4 separate regions of the Mus musculus genome follow, and all the other regions are linked to region 1. Evidence: chromatin contacts called from public HiChIP or PLAC-seq, capture Hi-C and promoter capture Hi-C data. All regions are on one chromosome and are shown on one strand. Each heading gives the region's core, a stretch centred on a gene start, on an enhancer-like site or on the middle of the called end of the contact. The rest is flanking DNA. Distances are from core to core; before and after follow the strand shown.

What was found. Promoter capture Hi-C pulls out the DNA fragments that hold promoters and counts their contacts. HiChIP or PLAC-seq counts read pairs in DNA pulled down with a chosen protein or histone mark. Capture Hi-C pulls out chosen DNA fragments and counts their contacts.
Region 2: a capture Hi-C map of embryonic stem cells shows a contact between it and region 1, with 9 times the contacts expected there. The contact joins the promoter of Azin2 here to the promoter of Dlgap3 in region 1. A contact is called at or near these places in 1 of 39 promoter capture datasets (embryonic stem cells) and 1 of 9 other capture datasets (embryonic stem cells).
Region 3: a contact with region 1 is called in a FOXA1 HiChIP or PLAC-seq map of pancreatic cancer cells. The contact joins the promoter of Trim62 here to the promoter of Dlgap3 in region 1. A contact is called at or near these places in 2 of 39 promoter capture datasets (liver and stem cell-derived epiblast-like cells), 1 of 115 datasets of contacts at active chromatin or transcription factors (pancreatic cancer cells) and 1 of 9 other capture datasets (embryonic stem cells).
Region 4: a contact with region 1 is called in a promoter capture Hi-C map of liver, with 2.9 times the contacts expected there. The contact joins the promoter of Csf3r here to the promoter of Dlgap3 in region 1. A contact is called at or near these places in 3 of 39 promoter capture datasets (liver and pre-B cells) and 1 of 9 other capture datasets (liver).

What each region holds. Positions count from the first base shown.
Region 1 is chr4:127,167,542-127,171,156 of GRCm38.p6, forward strand. Dlgap3 (DLG associated protein 3) reads left to right here and starts at 1,663. Exons shown (of 12, transcript NM_198618.5): 1 at 1,663-1,824.
Region 2 is chr4:128,960,736-128,964,350 of GRCm38.p6, forward strand. It overlaps Azin2 (antizyme inhibitor 2), which reads right to left and starts at 1,720. Exons shown (of 11, transcript NM_172875.4): 1 at 1,566-1,720; 2 at 1,349-1,469; 3 at 628-824. The coding sequence starts at 732.
Region 3 is chr4:128,882,114-128,885,728 of GRCm38.p6, forward strand. Trim62 (tripartite motif-containing 62) reads left to right here and starts at 1,931. Exons shown (of 5, transcript NM_178110.3): 1 at 1,931-2,464. The coding sequence starts at 2,057. It overlaps Gm33760 (a long non-coding RNA gene), which reads left to right. Exons shown (of 3, transcript XR_003955115.1): 3 at 1-219.
Region 4 is chr4:126,022,861-126,026,475 of GRCm38.p6, forward strand. It overlaps Csf3r (colony stimulating factor 3 receptor (granulocyte)), which reads left to right and starts at 1,799. Exons shown (of 17, transcript NM_007782.3): 1 at 1,799-1,935; 2 at 3,221-3,319. It overlaps Gm32908 (a long non-coding RNA gene), which reads right to left and starts at 1,794. Exons shown (of 4, transcript XR_003955278.1): 1 at 1,395-1,794.

The DNA of each region.
Region 1 (3,615 bases), core at 413-2,912:
TTACAGAATACGTCTTAGAACTGACAGAGCATGGCGGTACCTTTTAGCATTCTACATGATGACTGTTCTTATGCTCCATGGGAAATGAGACATTTCTCTCAGTTCTACAAAGTGTTCCTGAACCAACTTTCTATCTTACTTTCTCTGACATCTGCTCTTGGCTGAATAAATGCTGGTCTGGGAATTGTCTGCAGCCTCACTACATGATTGAAGGGACGATTGAAGTGGTCTCGTGGGCGGTAAGATAGTTGGCTAGTCTGTTCATCTCACTAGACTGCTTGGTTTCCCGCGGGGGAAGGGTCCTCTAGGTCCCTTTTTGTCATTTATGTAATGTGGCACCTTAAAAGGTCCCTCTAGGGAATGGGTGTGGGCTTGGCTCCAGGTTCTAGCTCCTTAGGACCCACGAATTCTACTTACCGTGCCTCAGTTTGCCCGGTTACTCAAGGAGGAGAGACAGTGACACCAAAGAAATACAGAGAAATAGGAGTCATTGTTGGGGACCCTGACTCAGAACATCTCCCAAGGTCTGTCCCTAGGGTGGTGGACTGTCTCAAGGCTCCAAAGCCCACACCTCACCACCTTAAGTTTTCAATACCAGACAAGGTAGAGGATGTAGCTCGCCTTCTACCACAACTTGGAGCGCCCGCGTGCCCTCAACACCCGCCGGGAAAGTCAGAATTCAGAACCGGCCCCTCCCCCATCTCCTCAGCCCCTCCTCCTGCGGCTTCCCCACGCGGCCCCCTCCCCCCCATTACAGCATTGCTCTGGGCGCCAAGACGGATTCCAGCCAGGGACTGCTGCAGTCAGCTCTCAGCGCTTCTGCAGCTTGTGTCCTGGCTCTGCAGCTTCGCGCTGTGCTTCGGACAGTCCCCTTTCCCCCCTCTACCCCACCCCCGCCATGGCACAGCCCCTGGCTCGGGGCCCAGAGGTGGGCGGGCACAGTGGGCACGGGTGGGGCCCCCAGCTAAGACGGCAGGTATAGCGGGGTTATCCCTGCACACTGGGGATTGCCTCCGCTGGCGGACTGTGGGTGAGGGACGCCTGTCAAAGACTCGGAGGCCAGGCACAGCGCCCCGCCCTGGCAGGGGTGGGGCAGAAGGGACTAGTGCGGAGAAGGGGGACTCCTAGAGCCCAGGCCAAGAGCTGGGGTCGGGTTTACAGACCCGGGAAACTAAGGACAGGAGCCTAAGAGGACGTGCCTGCGAGGGGGAGGCTGTGTGTGACATTCAGGGTGTGACTGCCTCGGTGAGGCAGCCGTGTGTCTCCCCCAGCTGCCCGCGCTCTGGGCTTGGGTCCCGGTGCCCAGGTCTGCTGTGCGCGGTCGTGACACCGAATGTGCTGGTTCCTGGGTCTTCGGTACACACCGACCCGGGGGACCACATTCGCACCCCCGAGCTGGGCCTCCCCGGCGCTGTCGCTCAGAGACGCGGGCGCTCCTCCGGGACCGCGGCGGCTGCCCGCCGGCTGCGACCTCGGTCCTCGCGGGGCCGCTGCGGGGGCGGGGAGCGCGGGCCCCCTCCCTGTCGCGGGCTCCTGGCTCGGCCGCCCTGCGCGGGGGCGGGGGCGGGGGCGGAGCGCGCGGGCGGGATCCCCCCGCCTCCCCGTCCTGGTCCCCGGGAAATCCAGCCTCCGTGGCTTGGCCGCCTCCGGCTCCCGCGCCCGCGGCCGCTCAGCACTCGCTCGGGGCTCCGCAGCTGGCGCGGCCCCTCCGCCGGGGGCTCCGCAGTGTCGGGTCCGGGAGCCCGCACTCGCTCCCGCAGCCGCAGCGCCCCCGGCCCGGGCCGCCGGCACCATGTAACCCCGGCTGGAGCCCGACCGGGCCAGGTAAGCAACCGGGAGGGGTGGGGATCGGGCCGCGCTTGCCGCGCCCTCTGCAGCGCCCCCCAGGCTCAGCCCCGCTGCAGCCCCGGCGCCGCCCACGCCCGGGGCTCCAGCGGCCTGGACTCCGGCCCCGAGATGGGGGGGAGGGGCTGGGCCTCTGCGGCCGCCCCCGGCCTCACCCTGGGCCTGGAGGCCGGCGTGACTGACCCCGGGGACGGGTTGGGGACCACGCGCTCCGCAGACGCGCTGTCCCGGCTGGGGCCGCGGGAGGCCAGCCAGCGCCCGCCCAGCCCTTGCCCGGCTGGAATGGAAGCTTGGGTCTGGGAGGGAGTAGCCTGCTGGCTGTGGGGGGAAGTCGTGGTGTTGGGGAGATCCGGAAAGAAGTTTCCTCTGCAGGTGTGTGAGCGTGCATGTGATGAGGGTGTCACCGTGTGGGTCTGTGGGTGAGTGAGTGTAATGCAGTGAGCGTTCAGGGTGTTAACCGTCCATGAGTCTGTCGACATATGTGTGGTTGAGTGTGTGCTGGCACTGTGTGGCTGTGTATGTAGGTGTCTGAGTGTGTGTGTATGAATGGACGTGCGTGTGCATGTGCATGTGCGACTATCTCTGTGAATGGGTCTGGGTATGTGTACTGTGTGACTGTGTGGGAATACATCCAAGCAGGGTTCACCCACACCTGGGTTTTGCCCCGCCCCCATTCTTGGTGGGACTTAGCACGGGAAGATCCTACTTTTCCCGAGGTCAGACCGCCCCCTCCCTCCAGAGTCTCCTTATCCTGGACACAGACAAGAGCACTCTGCACCTTCATCTACTTCCTGGGGCACCCTCTGCGAAGTCACTGGTATCTTTCCCTCATGCTGAGTCCCTGCTGGTGGTGAGCCTAAGGCTGTATACCTGTGTGTGGGGATACTTTTTTGGGGGAGGGTGAAGAGTACTAGGAGCTTGTGTTATTTCAATGATGCTTGGCCAAAGGCCCTTTAGAATGAGGAGGCCAGGAGGAAGATCTACCTTGTTAGTCATTGGAGCAGGTGGCTTTTTCCCAGAGTTCCAAGTCCCAAATCTCCAAGTTCTGGGTCGTTGGTTTAGCTCACGGTTCAGGTGGGTCTGTACTTAGTTCCTTGAAGTAGTAATAGAAGAATGTATCTGTATCAGTCTAGGACTTTTGAAAAATTGTTCCTCTCATTTCTTCTTGTTTCTCTAACTGCCTTGGAAGCAAGCTGAGATGCTGTCAGGTTAAGCCATATGAAATTGACAGTATTGAGCAGTTGTTTGTTGTTGTTGTTGTTGTGTTTTTTAACCTGCAAAAACAGCCATTCCACACAGCTCAATCTATTATGATGCCAATTTGCAGAAGAGGATGTTGAGGCTTGGGAAATGCATTGCATCTCTCACAATCACACATTGCCAGACAGTGGTAGAGAAACATTCTCACCCAGGTCTTCCATTGACCCAAGAAACCCAGCTAGGCCACAATTAGAGAGTAGGACTTTCTAGTGTGTTTTCCCTGACACTGGATCACTGCCCTCCACTTCTGTCCACTATCCCCTGAGTGCGTGTGTGGGGTCTACTTCTGTACCCAGCTGTCAGTGCCTAAAAGAGAGAGATGAGGGAGAAGAGAGGAGGGAGGGGAGGGAGAGCTTCGTGAGTTGGCAGTGAATCAGGGTCTAAAAAGAGAGCTGGGAGGGCTAGGGTGGCAGGTGTTTCTAAAAGGAACGTGAATACAGGATGAACAGCCTCAAATGCAGCCCCCGCACTCCCCCCACTGCCCCACTGATCTGGCAGGCAGTGCCCACT
Region 2 (3,615 bases), core at 470-2,969, 1.8 Mb after region 1:
TATATGGGACTCTACAGAATAAGTGAGTGGCCCTGGAGGCAGAGAATACAGAGCCAGCCAGAAGCAAATCAGGAAAAAGGCAACCGTAGAGGGAGGGAACCCTGAAGACAAGCCCAGCAAAGGCCCAGTGAAACAGCACCTCACATACACAGCGACTCTGCTCTAACTGAGCAGAGCGCAAGCCTGAGCATGAAGCCGGAAGTGCGGCTGGGGGTCCTGGGGCAGTGGGGAGCTGTTGTGGGATTCTGTTCCGGAGACTTGCAGCAGGTGGGAGAAACAGGAGAAGGTCCTGGGGGCTTCGGAGAGAAGAGGACCAACCACAAGGGAGGTTCTCCCGTGAAGTTCCTGGAGCTGGGTATGCCTGAGTGTAGAAGGGGAGAGCGCAAAAGGCAGGTACTCCGAAGTTCCCACCTGGAGTGCTGGGGAGACCGTGAAGGTGGAGATACTGTTCTTTTCTCAAGTCAGGAAACACAGGGAGGGCAGATGTGGGGGCAAGGACCAAGAATTGGAGATAAAGGGGACAATCTAGTAAATATCAAGTAAACAAATACCAATACCGAGAGAATGGGAGGTCTCCTACAGAGAAGAGGACAGGCAACCAACCCACACCCATTTCCATCCCCTCACCGAGGTGGCCTGGGAGGCCCCCAGAGTGAGCTCCTCCAGCAGATCCCGGGTGCTGAAGCCCTCCTCCACCATCACAAAGTCCGATTCACTCAGATAGCCAGCCATGCTGAGCAGGAGGAGCCCAGGGGCTGGAGGAAACCGCTGCCTTGGAGCACCGCTGGCTGCCTTGGCCACCGCCTTAGAAAGTATGCAACACACTGTGGGGAGAGGGAGATGGAGGAAACCGCTGGGGAACAGGCTGCATCCCTCACCTCCCCAGGCCTACGGTCCCTGCCCAGTCATGTTCTGTGCCCTTGCCCAAGCCTGAGAAGCCGAGGTTCGCTGGGAATGGTGAAGTTATGTCTGCTAGAGCCTCAATTACCCCCATCTGTTAAATGGGATTGGTTTGGAGTTCTTTTCCAGTTCTGAAATTTGAAATTGGAAGAAAAAAAATGTGGGGACAGATCTGAGAAACCTAGTTGGGGAAGTCTCCTTCCAATTGAAGGATTTCTCCAGTCCAGACTACACCTACCTAAAGGGCCAAAAAAAAAAAAAACAAAACCCGTGAGCTTGAGTTCGAGTCGGCTCTCTGCTTCATGACCTTGGGTCAGTTTCCCCATTTATAAAAGGTTGGTCCTGACACACTAAGAATGCTCTATGAGCCACGGGTGGGTTCTGTCCGCGGGACGGCTCTCTCAAGTGCAGGGCGGGGGTCCCGCACCCCAACCCCAGGCCTCCTTACCAAGCCCCGTCCTCCTTCGCGGGGGCCAGAGCCAGGCGCGCTGCTAGGGGGGGTCGCCGGTGACCTCGAAACTTGTGCAACACCCCGAGGAGGAGTGGCAATTGCGGAGCCGAGGCCCCTGCTGAGAGGAGGCAAGGGGGGCCGGGGGAAGGGTCAGCGCCCAAAGCCGAGGACGCCCGCTCCCCGAGGCTCCCCCCCAGCCATCTCCTGCACTCGCCTTAAAACGCATTTACACGGCTTCGGCCCATAGGTCTCCCCAGCGAGTGAATCGGATCCTCGGCGCCTCCGCTCGCTCGCTCCCCCCGGCTCCGGCCCCGCGGCCTGCGCCCCGCGCGCCCAGCAGCCACCGACCCCACGCCCCGCCTTGCGCCCGCCGCTCGCTTATATAAGCCCCGCCCTAGCCCCGCCCCGGTGCCCTGGCCCCGCCCCTGCCTGCTCCGTAGCCAGGGCAACCGGGTGCCGCCAGCCCATTGGTCGATTCGGACATAAAGCATTCAGCCCTGCGAGGCTGCTCCGCAAAGCTGCGCAGCTAAGCAAGCTGGCTGACTGATGTCCGCGGAGGTCCACGCGGGGAAATCCTTCGAATCCTAGGCGTCTACGTGGTCTGAGCCGCAGATCCTGCGTCCTGCGTCTCAAAAAGTGACTCCGGAAAACTTTTCTGTCCCTGGCTGAAGTCGATGGCCCCCTGCTCCTCCCCTGGTGAAGTTCTGGCTCCGCCCTTGGAGCCCAAACCTCTCCTGTCTTATTTTGTAATATGACCTTTTACTTAATCGCCTCTTCTAGGCATTTTAAACTCCCAACTCAAATGCCAGCTAAAATGTATTCAAATAGAATTTTTGTGGCTTCACGAGCTCGGGGTGATGCCTTCATTCTCAGAATCCACAAGACTCTGGTGAAATGTGGCTTCGACTCAAAGCATGTCTCCTCTTCTATACACAAATCCCTGTTCATCCATCAGAGTCCAGTGTAATATCTTCCTCTATCGGACCATCCCTGGCCCCGAAACGCAATGGGACTCACAGTCCTTGTCTCTGTCTGACCCCTCCCCTCCTTCCCTTGAGCCTTAATATCAGTTGCTGAGATACCCGCACCTGCTTTCCTTTTTTTTTTTTTTGCCTGATAAAACATCTCAGCTTTGTGCACTCCAAGGGCAGGGACTGAGAGCCGGGCTCCTTGGAGTGCTTAGCATGCGCAGGGTGTTGCTCAGAAGCTAATTCAAGAGTTCTCCGGGTAGAAGTCCGAATGCTGCTTGTCTCTGCGCATGTGGCTGCTGACTGGGAAGAGACAGAATGGAACCTTTCCGGTGCTTGGTAATGGTTACAGGTGTGTGTGTGTGTGTGTGTGTGTGTGTGTGTGTGTGTGCGCGCGCGCGCTCCTTGAGTTATACACATATGATTAATGCCCTGTTGTACCTGTTATGTATACTACGTTAAGAGTTTGCAAGTTTTAGCCGGATGTGGTGGCGCACGCCTTTAATCCCAGCACTTGGGAGGCAGAGGCAGGCGGATTTCTGAGTTCGAGGTCAGCCTTGTCTACAAAGTGAGTTCCAGGACAGCCAGGGCTATACAGAGAAACCCTGTCTCGGAAAAAAAAAAAAAAAAAAAAAAAGAGTTTACAAGTTTTAAGCCAGGCATGGTGGCCCATAGCTTTAATCCCAGCAAATCTCTTAGTTCGAAGCCAGCCTATTCTACACAGAGATCTACTACCAGAGCTACACAGAGAAATCCTGTCTCAAAAAAACAAGAAAAAAAATTACAAATTTTAAGAAAACCCTTGGTAGGGTTGGAGAGATGGCTCAGAGGTTAAGAGCACTTGTTGCTCTTTCGAAGGACCAGGTTCAATTCCTAGAACCCACGTGGGAACTCCACCTAATTCCACACCCTCATCTGACTCCCCTGATCACCAGGCACAAATGTGGTACACATATGCATGCAAGTGAAACATTCATACACATAAATCTTTTAAAAAATAAAGAAGGAAAGGAGAGCCCTTGGCATATAATAAGTACCTCATAAATGCTACTGACTTGCCAAGAATATCCCAAGTTTTATTTGGTAGAAATCTATAGAGTCTCACTTAATTAAACTGCCTTTTAATTATTGCTTGAAGTATGTCTGGGGGTGAGAATGTAGCTCAGTTAACAGAGAGCATCCTGGCATGCACCAACTAAACAGGATATGTTGGTATTGTCTATAATCACAGCATTCAGGAGTAAGAGTGGAGACAGGAGGCTTGGAAGTGTAAGGTCATCCTTGGCTACAAGGGGA
Region 3 (3,615 bases), core at 681-3,180, 1.7 Mb after region 1:
AGGAGGCATCACAAAGGCTCAAGAACCTTAGGCAGTTACAGGATGCACGGAGCCCCTCCCCTAAGGAGAAGGGACCGTCAGGCCTGCAGAGCTGCCTGCAAGCAGAGCAGGGAATCCTACGGATGTGACTTTCATGACTTGTCACCCATGCTGGGGTGGGATCCTTTGAGTCACCCATGTTCCTTTAACTAACCCCAATAAACCGACTGGTTCACTATGCCCTGTCTGGAATGAATATACCTTTGTTCATGTCACCACAGGAAAAGTTATGCAACACACTCTCAATACCTCCTCCCCATCACCCCCTTTATCCACCACTAATTGTCATGGTGCTTTTTTTTTTTCCTGATGGTCTTATCCTGACAGACAATCACGGTGCAAACTGACCTCTTGCAGGTCCTGAGACAGCAACCACCTCCCTGGGGCCAGCCTTTCCTTCCTCCTGCAGGCCTCGGCTTTGCCACAGTTGCTCACCCGTGCCTAGCACTGCATGCATGCAAAGGGTCCCCCTCCTTCACTGTACTGATGATGTAGTGTGTATCTTGCACACCAAGAAACCCAAACCAAGGCAGGCCATTTTTCTGCTCGAAAGCCCAACACCTTCAAGAAATTCTTCTCTAAGATGCCCATGCCTTTCACCTTCCCCAAACTTCTTCCTTATCCCACTCTCAACAGAACAGAACAGAACAGAACAGCATGCAGGTCTCCATGTGCCCCCCCCCACTCATGCTTCTGTTCTCCCTGTCTCTGTCTGTCTCTCTGTCTGTCTGTCTCTCTCTTTCACCTTCTTAGAAATCCCTTTCCTCCCCTCCATCTGGCAGAGATGACAAGGTCTCCCATTATACTTTTTTTCTTACTCCAACTTCTTATACACACACACACACACACACACACACACACTCACACACATGCTCACACAGCAATGCAGAAACATCCGATGAATGGAAAGAACCTTTGAGCTAGACGTTAGGCAGGGTTCTCTCCACAATCTTCTACTAAGAGCCCTCCTTAGAAAGGGAAGAGGAAATAGAACCTAAAGGTTTAGGAGAATGGCGACTTTGAACTTAGCCCATGCCAACAGGGCAAGTCTCTAATTTTATCACTACAATCTATGCAAACATTATATATTCTATGCAGACTACAGAGCACCGTCTTGTCTTAATACTCAGTTATTATTGCCCTTAGTTCTTCAAATTGATCATCCGGAGAGATGTTCCTTAGGTGCTATCTTCTCACTTTTTCTTCATTAGCTGTCCTCTCGCCCCCTGCCGCCAGGACCCTAAACAAACCTGACAGCTGTGCAGACCCAGAAGAAACAGCTGTTTTTCCCGTCCCTGGGGGTCAGGAGCACAGTGGCAGCGAGGCGGGGTCTGGAGGCCCCTCCCCTCCCCCCGCCCGCCGCGGGGGCGGAGCGGCTCGGGTCCCGCCCGCGGGGGCGGAGAGGGAGCCTGGGCGCCGGGCAGTTCGGCTCGGCTGGTTCCGGGTTGAGAGGCTGCGCTGGACCGAAGCGGTGGCCGCTGAGCTGGTGCGGGTAAGGGGCCGCGCGGGGCCGGGATCTGCGGCCAGGGTCGGGCAGCTGAGTGGGCCGGCACCCCTCCTCTGCTCTGCCGGGCAAAGCCGCGGTGCGGCTGGGTCTGGCTGCTCTGTCCCGCAGAATTCCCCATCCCCAGCTCGACCCCCTCTCAAAGCTTTTCGGGTCCCGGGATTCCGCCCCTCTTCGGGATCTCCTCCTCGCAGCATCTATCCCTTGGGAGTGTCTGGTCCTCTAGATCCTCCTCGCCTGGAGCCCCTTCCTTGGGACGCCCTCGGCCTCTCTCCTCCAGCGCCCATCGCTGGTGGCCACCTAGGACCTCGAAACCGAGCTCCGGTGCTCGCATCCCGGGTGGCACCCACTCGGCACCGAGCCCTCGCGCCTCCGGCGTCGCAGACAGCTCCCCCCGCGCTCCCCGGCGCCTGTCGCCCGTGCCCCCGTGGGCCTGGCCCCCGGGTACCGCCCCCAATCGCGCCGCGCCGGCCGCCGGCCTCCCGGGCTCCGCTTCGCGCCGCCCCTGGCGCCATGGCGTGCAGCCTCAAGGACGAGCTGCTGTGCTCCATCTGCCTGAGCATCTACCAGGACCCGGTGAGCCTGGGCTGCGAGCACTACTTCTGCCGCCGCTGCATCACCGAGCACTGGGTGCGGCAGGAGGCTCAGGGCGCCCGCGACTGCCCGGAGTGCCGGCGCACGTTCGCCGAGCCCGCGCTCGCGCCCAGCCTCAAGCTGGCCAACATCGTGGAGCGCTACAGCGCCTTCCCGCTGGACGCCATCCTCAACGCGCGCCGAGCCGCGCGACCCTGCCAGGCTCACGACAAGGTCAAGCTCTTCTGCCTCACGGACCGCGCACTGCTCTGCTTCTTCTGTGATGAGCCCGCGCTGCACGAGCAACACCAGGTCACTGGCATCGACGATGCCTTCGAGGAGTTGCAGGTGCGAGGCGGACAGGCGGGGCTGTAGGTGGGGTCAGGGTTCCAATAGGGGCAAGGGCCACAGGCCGGCTTAATGCCAAAGGGGCGTGGCTCCTGTGAGGGGCGGGGCAGGGGCGGGTCCCTTGAGCATCACTGTGTCAAATGGGCTTGAGAGAGATCTGGATGGGAGACAGGTCGAGGTGGGATAGGATGATGGAGAGAGGAAGCTACAGCTGGACCAGATGCTGGCTGAGGCTGAGACAGAATGGGAGACAGCAGCTCCTTCTGGACTTTTGGGCAAAGGAAGGACCACTATCAAAGCTAACCTGGGAGTCGAAGTGGGGTGTGTGGGAGGGGTGAGCTACTCTAAATGCAGCTACAGAATTCTGGAATGTTTGGGGCATTGTGGGATGCGGCTTGCTGCTCCAGGTGTTCATTGAGATCTAGAGTGAGGCCTGGGCCTCGGTTGGATGATGAAAGTGAGAGTTAAGCTTAAGACGTGCAAATTGTTCAGAGGGCAGGTTTGGGTGCCAAGATTAGATCAAGGTATGTGAGGTGAGAGTCTAAGGTCGGCCTCAAGTTCAGATATGACAAGAACCTTTTTTTTAAAATTTAAACCAGAGTAGGGGCCAATTGAGAGTGGAACCAGGAATTAAAGATTCAAGATTTGGAGAATTAGACAAGATTTGGAGGAGGGGAAGACAAGCTTCTAGGAATTCCCAAGGCCTGGTGATGACCCCTCTTGTCTTCTACATCCGAATCTTTGAGTACTCAATTGGACATAGCCCTTAACTGCAGCTAGTCTCCCCTAAACCTTTCCGTTGTCATTGACAAGAGGGCAAGACCCTGGTCAGTGTGTTTAATACTCTAAGACCCCACCCAAACATTTTCCTTTCCTCAAGCTCCATTGTCGTGTGTGTGTGTGTGTGTGTGTGTGTGTGTGTGTTTGTATAGAGAGAAAGAAATATAGGTAGATACACGTGCTGAGAACTACATTTTCCTGGATGTCTTCTATCAATAAGATAGTATTGATATCAATAATCAATTATTTTATTGTCTGTGTGCAAGTATCTTGCCTGCATGTGCACCATGTGCATGCGCACCAAGAGGCCAGAGGAGGGCATCAGATCCTGTGGACCTGGAGTTACACACGATTGTGAGTCACCACCGTGG
Region 4 (3,615 bases), core at 549-3,048, 1.1 Mb before region 1:
AGTTAAGAGATTTGAGGTAGGGGAGCAGGGCGGGGGAGGGAGGGTATAGGGGACTTTTAGGATAACATTTGAAATGTAAATGAAGAAAATATCTAATAAAAACAAAGAGATTTGAGGTTGTTGTTGTTGTTTTGAGACAGGGTTTCTCTATATAGCCCTGGAACCTACTTTGTAGACCAGGCTGGCCTTGAACTCTTGAGATCCACCTGCCTCTGCCTCCCAAGGGCTGGGACTAAAGGCGTGTACCACCACACCTGGCTGACTTGTGAGCCTTTCAAAGGGTTAAAATTTTTTAAGCATTCAAGGACTTTTAAAAGCAGACCCAGTACACTGGGATATAACCGTGAGATTTGGGGCAAAGGGGTGGAAGGCTATATGGTCTTTAAAGTGACCTGTTTGTGTACCATTGACAAAGGATTGATCCTGGTGCTTGATTTTAAATGTCAACTTGCCACGATTTAGAATCGCCCAAGCAGCAATTCTCAGTTGAGGAATTATCTTGACTCCCTTAATGGATGTGGGAAGACCCACCCCAGAGATGGGCGGCGCCTTCTGGTGGCAGCCCAGATCAAAAGCAGGACATGGAAGAAGGAAGCCTTTTTCCCTGACCTTCCCCTCTGCTGCTAGTAGTCTACCCTGCTGCTGCCACCCCACTTGATTCCTTTGCTCAAGTCAAAATCAGCTTTCGACATGGACTGAGGACCAGATACCCTCCAGGTCTTCAGTACCACCTTGGGAGTGCCAAGGCACCAAAGGATTTCCCAGGTGGGTTCTCAGTGCTCCTACTTCCTCTGTATTGCATAAGCTAATTTGATAAATTCATGTGTGTGCGTATATGTGTTCGTATATATGTGTGTGTGTGCGCGCGCGCGCGCACGCGCGTGCGTGTGCACGCGTATACACTCATTAAGTGGACTCTGTTCCTCTAGAGCAGAGGTTCTCAACAGGGGTCACCTAAGATCATTAGAAAACACAGATATATATTATGATTCATACCAGGAAAAAATTACAGTTATGAATTAGCAAGGAAAATAATTTTACAGTTGGGGGGTCACCACAACATGAGGAATTGCATTACAGGGTCATAGCACTAGGAAGGTTGAGAACCGCTGCTCTAGAGAACCCTGACTAATATACCAATATATACTATTTTGATGATTTTCAAACTTAGAACAATTTTTCCCCTCTCTTTTGTGATAGATGAACTTACAGGGTGGGCCTTTTGAAAGGGGTTACAACCTGAGAAGATAAAACCAGGAACCCCTAGGATTGTACAAAGCGGTGAGGGCAGGGACCATGGACTAGGGAGGCCAGGGGTGGGAGGGTCTATTGAGAGTCCTGGAAAATGGCAGGTTTTCAGCTAACAAGGGAAGAAAACCTGAAGTAAACGTTACCTGTCCTGGAATCTTGATTCTTCCCGGGCAGAGGCTTCAGCCAGACTCAGTGAGAAGAGAGTCTCCTCCACCCCAGCCCTCATTAATTTTCCACGCTATTTTGTCCTGCTTCGTTTTGAAATAAACACTTGAAGACCCCAGCCCTCCCTTGGCCCTGTCTTGTCTCGGGTGCTCTGCTGAGCCTCAAAGCGAGGAGCTCAGGAAATCCGGAGAGAAGGGAGGGTGGCCACGGGCCAGGTTGCTACAATGCCCAGCCCTCTAAGACCCCTGAGGCAGGAAGGTCCCTAGCTCACCAGTTTCCCTCAACCTCCTTCCTGAGAGGAAGGGGCTGTCTATGTCCCCCACCCCAAGGGTGAAGGCTCAGCCAAACGCAGCAGGGAAGCCAGGAAGGTGTCGCAATTCTGGGTCCCCCCCACCCCCCGCCTGTCATTAACGACGGGGCTAGAAAGAGAAGTTTCGGGAACTTGCCCCAAGAGGAGAGGAGACGAGAGAGAAGAGAGAGCACAAGCGTGGGGGCTGGGCACAGCGCCCTAGCCCCAGTGTAAGTAGGGGGAGGGCGGGGAGCCCTGGAGACCTCAGACCATTCCCCAACCCTGCTAGGGCCACATCAGGGGGCCCAAGACAGGATCCTTGGGGAAATGGGAGTCTCTCTGTGTGTATAGCATCAGGGAGGTCAGACAGCTGGATCTCTGGGAACAGGAGCTGAGCTCAGGTATGAAGAATCCCACCCAGAGTCCCTATCCTTCAGACAGGCTTACTCCCTGCTTTCAGCCATTTGGCCTGCTTCTTCTCAGCAAGAACAGCTGTCTCAGAGTCTCTGGGCCTCTGTTTCCTCTCCCGGTTCCCTTAGCCTCTTAACTTTAAACAGTTGATGCAAGACTTGCCTGAGATAGCTTTCTCTGTCGGCCTCTCCACTTCTCTCTGCATCGCTCCAGCCTGCTCATCGTTGTTGTTGATGATGATGTTGTATGCAGCTCTCATGCAGACAAGGTTTATCATCTTGTCGGCAGATAAGAACCTTGAACTTCTTCTGATCCTCCTGTATCACAAATGCTGGTCTGTAGGCCTCCACCACCATGCCTGATACTTAATGTGGTACTGGGGATCAAGCCTTGGTCTTTGTGCCTGCTAGACAAGTGTTCAACCAACTAAGCTCTATCCCCAGCCCTGGTTGCTTTATATTTTTGAGATAGGTTTCGCTAAGTTGCCAAAATGAGATTTGAATGTCTTCTATAGCACAGGCTGGCCTTGATCTTGTAACACACTTGCCCCCACTTCCAGAATAACTGGTCTCAACCCCCTGCCACTGGGCTAGGCTCTACCTCTGTCTATTCTCTATGTATCTCTTTTCCCCAGCTTGTCTATTCACCCATCTATGATGCATTGATCCTTTATCTCTGCCACACCTGGGGATCTCGCTCCCATAGTTTATTCTCAACATCCTCTTCGTCCCCGTCTTCCCACAGACAGAATTTCAAAAGAATAGGACAGGAGAAGGGAGCCCAGAGGGAAGGTTGGCAACAATGAGCAAAAGGAAAAGGTAGAGAGGATGCTGTAGCAGCCTGACTTACGGCATCAGCTGTGTCCGTGGGCACAGTGGACACAGCGAGCAGCTGCAGAGCCCAGCACATGGCCAGAGTGGTGGGAAGAGCCTGAGAGGCTTGGAGCTAGAAGTAGACCTGGTGGCTATGCCAGGAGGCTATTGGTTCCTTTGGCTGATTTCCTGCTTTTAGGGCTCATACAGATAGCCCACTGCTTCTGAGAGCTTGTTCCTTGGGCACTGTGCCAAGAGCTTTCATCTTAACTGTCTCGCTTCATCGTTATAGCATTGCTGAGACATGAGTGGTATTGTTAAGCCCCTTTTTCCTAAATGGAGAAACTGAGACTCAGAATGGTGAAGTAACTCATCCAAGTTCACCAGGCAGGTGAGTGTTGGAACCAGAGTCAGAACTGGGCTCCCAGCCTCTTTGTACACTTCTTCCCTAGACAATGAGACATAGGCTCCAGCAGGCCCAAGCTCCTACTCAACTGGGGCCACCCTCAAGGCTTCCATAGGAAACTGTTCTGATGTTAAACATGCCAGCCCCATGCAATCTAGAGAGGAGGCCTGGTCTCCTCTGTTCTGTTTTCTGCTCTTGACATAAGCCTGTGGGAAGGATACAGTGGTACCAGGTATGAACTAGGCCTACTACAACCACAAATGAGTGGAGAACCAGCATCC